Regions from separate parts of the Ornithorhynchus anatinus genome. Here region 1 is linked to region 2. A link is a contact called in public Hi-C data. All regions are on one chromosome and are shown on one strand. The core of a region is the stretch at or near the end of the contact, and the rest is flanking DNA. Distances in the headings are between cores, read along the strand shown. Region 1 holds the start of PLCB1 (1-phosphatidylinositol 4,5-bisphosphate phosphodiesterase beta-1). Region 2 overlaps PLCB1 (1-phosphatidylinositol 4,5-bisphosphate phosphodiesterase beta-1).

The links. Hi-C and Micro-C count contacts between places; a contact is called where the count stands out from the background.
Region 1: a Hi-C map of fibroblasts shows a contact between it and region 2, with 6 times the contacts expected there. The contact joins the promoter of PLCB1 here to the enhancer-like site in region 2. A contact is called at or near these places in 2 of 2 Hi-C or Micro-C datasets (fibroblasts and liver).

The regions. Positions count from the first base shown.
Region 1 is chr9:47,749,037-47,752,020 of mOrnAna1.pri.v4, forward strand. PLCB1 (1-phosphatidylinositol 4,5-bisphosphate phosphodiesterase beta-1) reads right to left here and starts at 1,356. Exons shown (of 32, transcript XM_029071936.2): 1 at 1,168-1,356. The coding sequence starts at 1,266.
Region 2 is chr9:47,396,993-47,400,005 of mOrnAna1.pri.v4, forward strand. PLCB1 (1-phosphatidylinositol 4,5-bisphosphate phosphodiesterase beta-1) reads right to left here. Exons shown (of 32, transcript XM_029071936.2): 14 at 2,966-3,013. Among named protein-coding and RNA genes, the nearest start is that of PLCB4, 190 kb to the left of the region's middle. Within about 2 kb of position 1,444, the one cell type or tissue checked has an H3K27ac peak away from gene starts, as active enhancers do. A contact at or near this core is called in fibroblasts, where this site is marked.

The DNA of each region.
Region 1 (2,984 bases), core at 106-2,605, 350 kb after region 2:
TTTTCCTGATAGAATGCAGAGTGAAAGAATGAATGAAAGAAAAACGCCACAGAAGTCCAGCCTTCTGTTGTGACTAAATCCCGGAGAGCCTCGGAAACCGAAGATAAAGGTCGATGCCAAACGCCCGGTCCTTGACGGAGGGCAACTCGGCTAAGGCGATCCAAGTCTTCGAGGCTCTAACGTTCCCACTTGAACTCCGGCCCGCCTCCTCGGCGACCCCCACTAAGTCGTGCAGGTACACAGCGGGGGCAACTTGAGAAGCAGCGTGGTTCGGTGGAAAGAGCCCGGGCCTGGGAATCCGAGGTGATGGGTTCGAATCCCAGCTCTGCCCCTTGTCAGCTGCGTGACAGTGGGCGAGGTCACTTCCCTGTGCCCCGGTGACCTCATCTGGAAAATGGGTATTAACCGGGAGCCTCACGGGGGGCAACCTGATGACCCCGCATCTCCCCCAGCGCTCTGCACAGAGTAAGCGCTTAACAAATACCAACATTATAACTTCCCAACGGAGAGCATTTCCACACTCTCACGGAGAAACCTTCGAGCTCTCCCAAACGCTTGGCATCCGTCACGCCACTGGCCCTCCAATTCCTCCTTCTGTCGATCCCCTCTCCCCCCAATTTCATGACCCCTCTTCTGGGGTGGGGGGGGGGACCCCCACCCCAAAAGATGCCACCTGAACGTCTGGGGGGAGCAAACCACCTGTGGCCCGTTGGCTCGATTAAAAGCAGCGAGCTCTCCGGGTTCTGTGAAACTCGGGGCATCGGGCGGTGCTTGATCTCTGAAGGAGTTGGGGAGAAATGAGAGCTGTGCAACCATCTGGAGACTCCTCATTTGGGGCGTGCACTTTGCCAGCGGGTGGAGAGGTCCATGGCGTCAAACAGGAGGCCGTCGAGGCCCCTGAAGTTCAGGCCCCGGGCCACCCCAGCCCTTGGGCTCTTTGGGCCCTGCTCCGGGCTCGCAGCTATTAAGCAAGAGCCACACCGGGCCCTTCCCCTTTCCAACCTGTGCCCTCTGGGGCGACCCTTAACGGGTCGGTATTTGTTAAGCGCTCACTACGTGCCCCTTATCGACCGGCCGTCCCCACGGCCTAACCCCCGGCGTCTCCCTCCCTCGGAGGGAGAGAGCCACGTCGGAGAAGTGGAGCCGCAGCCCGACGGTCCTACTTACATCATCCCATTTGACGAATTTGGTGCCCTTCTTCAGGTGGTCCGAGACGCAGACGGGTTTGAGCTGCAGAGCGTGAACTCCCGGCTGTGCCCCGGCCATCTACCCGCATTTAGGCTTCCCCGACGAGGAGGGGAGGCTTCGGAGCGGGAGGCAGGGGCAGAGACAGGCGCGGGGAGGGCCCGGGGCCGGGCGAGGAGATGGGCGAGGAGATGGGCGCCCGTCCCTCCTCCCTCCCGTCCTCTCCTCCTCCTCCTCGTCCCCGGGAGGGGAGGGAGGTAGAGCTCAGCGGGCGAGTCCGACGGGGAGGCGGTGGTCCATAGCCCCGGAGGGCCAGTGGAGCCGCAGCGGCCGCAGAGAAGGCAAGGACCAGCCGTGCACGGACCGGCGCTGCTGCTGCTTTGGCTGCTGCTTTGGCTGCTGCTGCTTTTGCTGCTGCTGCAGCTGCTCCTGCTGCTGCTGCTTTGGCTGCTCCTGCTGCTCCTGCTGCTGCTGCTGCTGCTGCTTTTGCGGCCGCCGTGGCCGCTTTTGCTGGCGCTGCTTTTTGCAGCCTCTCGCACCGCTTTCCTTCGCAGCCTCCGCCGCGCTCCCGAGCACCATTCAGCACCTCCTGTAGACGGAGAGGGAGGGAAGCCGGGGTGCACAGGCGTGCACACACACGCACACACACACGCACACACACACACACACACACACAGAGCCAGAGGGGGGCGGGCGGGCGCGCGGGCGGGCGCGCGCGCGCGGGCCTCCGGGGCCGCTCCTCTTCCCCGCCGGCCGCGGAGCCCCAACTTTCCCGGCCGGGGCCCGGGCGCGGGGAGGCGGGAGAGCAGCGCCACCGTCCGGCGGCTTCGCGTCCCTGCAGGCCACCTGCCCTGGGAAGGTGCCGGGGGGGGGGGGGGGGGGACGCGCTCGGGGGCCTCCACTCTATTCCTTCATTCAATAGTATTTACTGAGCGCTCACTACGTGCAGAGCACCGGACTGAACGCTTGGCATGGACAGATTCATTCCACAGGGTTTATGGAGCGCTCACTACGTGCAGAGCACCGGACTGAACGCTTGGAATGGACAAATTCATTCATTCATTCATCCATTCACTCGATAGTATTTATTGAGCGCTTACTAAGTGCAGAGCACCGGACTGAACGCTTGGAATGGACAAATGCATTCATCCATTCACTCGATAGTATTTATTGAGCGCTTACTAAGTGCAGAGCACTGAACTGAACGCTTGGAATGGACACATTCATTCATCCATTCATTCGATAGTATTTATTGAGCGCTTACTACGTGCAGAGCACTGAACTAAACGCTTGGAATGGACAAATGCATTCATTCATTCACTCAATAGTATTTATTGAGCGGTTACTACGTGCAGAGCACTGGACTGAACGCTTGGAATGGACAAATTCATTCATTCACTCAGTAGGATTTATTGAGCGCTTACTAAGTGCAGAGCACTGGACTGAACGCTTGGAATGGACAAATTCATTCATTCACTCAATAGGATTTATTGAGCGCTTACTACGTGCAGCGCACTGGACTGAACGCTTGGAAAGGACAAATTCATTCATTCCTTCACTCGATAGTATTTATTGAGCGCTCACTCTGTGCAGAGCGCTGGACTGAGCGCTCGGAATGGAGAAATCGGCAAGATAGAGACAGTCCCTGCCCTTTACCTTTCAGTCCTTGCCCTGAGCCTCGCTCGTTCGACCCTAGTTCTTCAGCGCTTGCACTGTCCTAAGCGCTCCGCGACCTTCGTCCGGACCTGATCATCTCGGAATCATAGTTGGGCCGGGGTGGTAATGCTAATACTGGCGTT
Region 2 (3,013 bases), core at 194-2,693:
CCTTGTTCCTGTTCTGCACATCAGCAATCTCAAACAGCGAAAGAGATGATAATTAAAATTTTAGAATTGTTGGGCCTTGCTGACAACTGACCAGGTGCCATTTCAGACAGAGTCCAGAAGATGGTACTGTAAACTAAATGATGTGAACAACTTTAGTAGTTTCCACTGATCATTCATGTCAAGTAAATAATATGCTAGATGGTACACAATAAAAGCACATAACCCCTTCTCACTGGTGAATATGGTCATGTTATGGATCATTAGCACTTCTCAGTTACAAGAATGAACTGCTTCACAATGATTTGTTTAGGCTGTTGCCTAAGGGTTATTTATGAAATATACAGTATATTTCTCCTCCCCACATATTAATAGAGTATATTTGTTTACAAATGGAAAAATTACACTTATACTAGAATTATATTTAAGCAAAGAACATTCAAGCTTTGGGGCAGGAAATGTGCAACGTGCTTCCACAGATATTCTCCTTGCCAGTACCGTGCCTCTTAAATTGTTTTTGAGGAAGCTATCTCAGAGACAAAATTCTCATTTTAACCAGAAACAAACCTCTGGCCCTCAATTCTTGTCCGGGCAGATTGACAATAGAGCGTTGACTGTGGGATTCATTCTATAGACCAAACTCAAGATCACTGCGTTCACGGTCTTGGGTTCAAACCCTGACTCTGACACTTGTCTGCTTTGTGAATCTGGGGAAGTCACTTTACTTCTCTGTGCCTCAGTTACCTCATCTGTAAAATGGGGATTGACACTGTGAGCCCAAAATGGGAGAGGGATTGTGTCCATCTTGATTTGCTTGCAACCATCCCAGCGATGAGTGCAGTGCCTGGCATATAGTAAGCGCTTAACACATACCATAATCGTTATGGTTATCACTGGGAATTTGGTACAGAACCATGGAACCAGGCCTAACTCATGCTTTTCATGTTTCTTGATCAAGATATGAATGCTTGGTAATTTAAATGTCAAATGAGAAATGTCCTTTATTCATTAAACTACCTCCATTTTAGTACTTCCCAAATTTCCATTGACTAAAAGAACATGATTGCACAATCAGCTCTAGGCTGTATTATGAAATCCACTCAATTACTAACAGATTGTTGGTTTTGGGATTTTTTTTTTTAGATTAAGCAATAACATTCACTGCCTGTGAAATTCATTATTTGTGTTATGCATCCAAGTTAATAAGACCATTTCCAAGAGACCCTCGTGGTAGGAAAAGTGGATGGTAACATAAAATTTATACTCTTTTTAGGTAGCCAACATCCATGGATCAATAGGCAGAGAATTACAAGGAGCTCTGAGGGGCATTAAACTGCCATTTAATTCAAAATATTTAACTGGGAAGTATCCATTAAATGTCTCTTTCTTACATATATCCTTGGGCAGAAGAGAGGCAGAAATATGAATTTAAAAGGTTACAGGAGCCTAAAACAAATAGTTTAATATTTAATGATAGGTTATTTTCATAAGGAAGAAAAATAGAACCAGAGGTGGTAAATTGATATAGAGAAGAGAACAGAAGTTGCCAGAGTGAAACACAAGCTAATTATTATTTAAGGAATCATTTCAAATTAGAAGCTGGAGGAGCATCATTTATTATGCTCAACTTTACATTTAAGTCCTAAGGGTAAAATAAGCCTTTCAGAAACTCTTGAACATCTTTAGGCATTATGATTAAATATTTATTAATTTAAATGTTAAATCCAGGATTCAAAAGCTGAATGTTATTTTCATTGACACTACTAAGAACTTCAGTACACAGACTGAGTCTACTCACCAATACTGAGTGGCATATACAAAGTCTTTCAATAATTTATGGGCATCAGATATGTAAAATATGACAGTGATCAAAAAATAAAAAGACCCCAAACAGTTTTCAGCAGTTGGGCAATGAGGTAAGAAAGATTAAGTGCTATTATTCCACTCTATACATTAAAAAACCTAAGTGTAGAGAGACTAAACCACAGACTACATTAAACTCAATAGGTGAGAGTTCAAATTCTCTATGCCTCAGTTTCCTTATATGTAAAATGGGGATTAAATATCTCTTCTCCCTCCTATTTGGATGGTAAGTCCCATGTCAATCAGCCAATCAATCACATTTACCAAAGCACTTACTATATTTAGGGCACCGTACTAAGTATTTGGGAAAGTACTAGACAACAGTCTAATGGATCCATTCCCTGCCCACAACAAACTTACAGTCTAGAGGGGGAGAGAGACATTAATATAAACAAATTAGTGATACATTCATAAGTGCAGTGGGGGTGGTGAATGAAGGGAGGAAGTCAGGGTGATGCAGAAGGGAGTAGGAAATAAGGGAAAGAGAGCTTAGTCAGGGAAGGCGGTCTCTTGGGGGAGATGTGCCTTCAATAAGGCTTTGAAGATGGGGAGAGTAACTGTTTGTCAGATAGGAAAAGTGAGGGTGTTTCAGGCCAGAGGCAGGACATGGGTGAGAGGTCGGTGCTGAGATTGACTCCAATTTGATGAGAAGGTAATGATCCCGGACCAAATGCTGCATAGAAAATAAATACTGACTTCCACAAACTAGCTCCAAGGACCTCCAAGTGCTCTCAGAATTTTCAAGATGAAATCAAATAAATCTTTACTTTCCACAGTTAACTCCCAGAGACTGAGGCATAACTTTGTCCAAGTTCATATAAGTGAGCCAAGAATACCATGCAAAGCTACTGATTCCCAATTCATTTCTTTGTCCTCCAGCATAACGTTACCTACTCCTAAATGAGAAGCAGTATTACCTAGTGGGACAAAGACGGGCTTGGGAGTCAGAGGACCTGGGTCTTAATCCCGGCTCCGCCGTTTACCTGCTGTGTGTCCTTGCACAGTCTCTTAACTTCTCTGTGCCTCAGTTTCGACATTCGTAAAATGGAGATTCCCCTTGCAGAAGCCTTGAGATCACGCCACGGTGATTACAGTAATCACTTACCCGTTCCAGGAGACGAGGGTTCAAACACACTGGACGTGTCGCTGTACG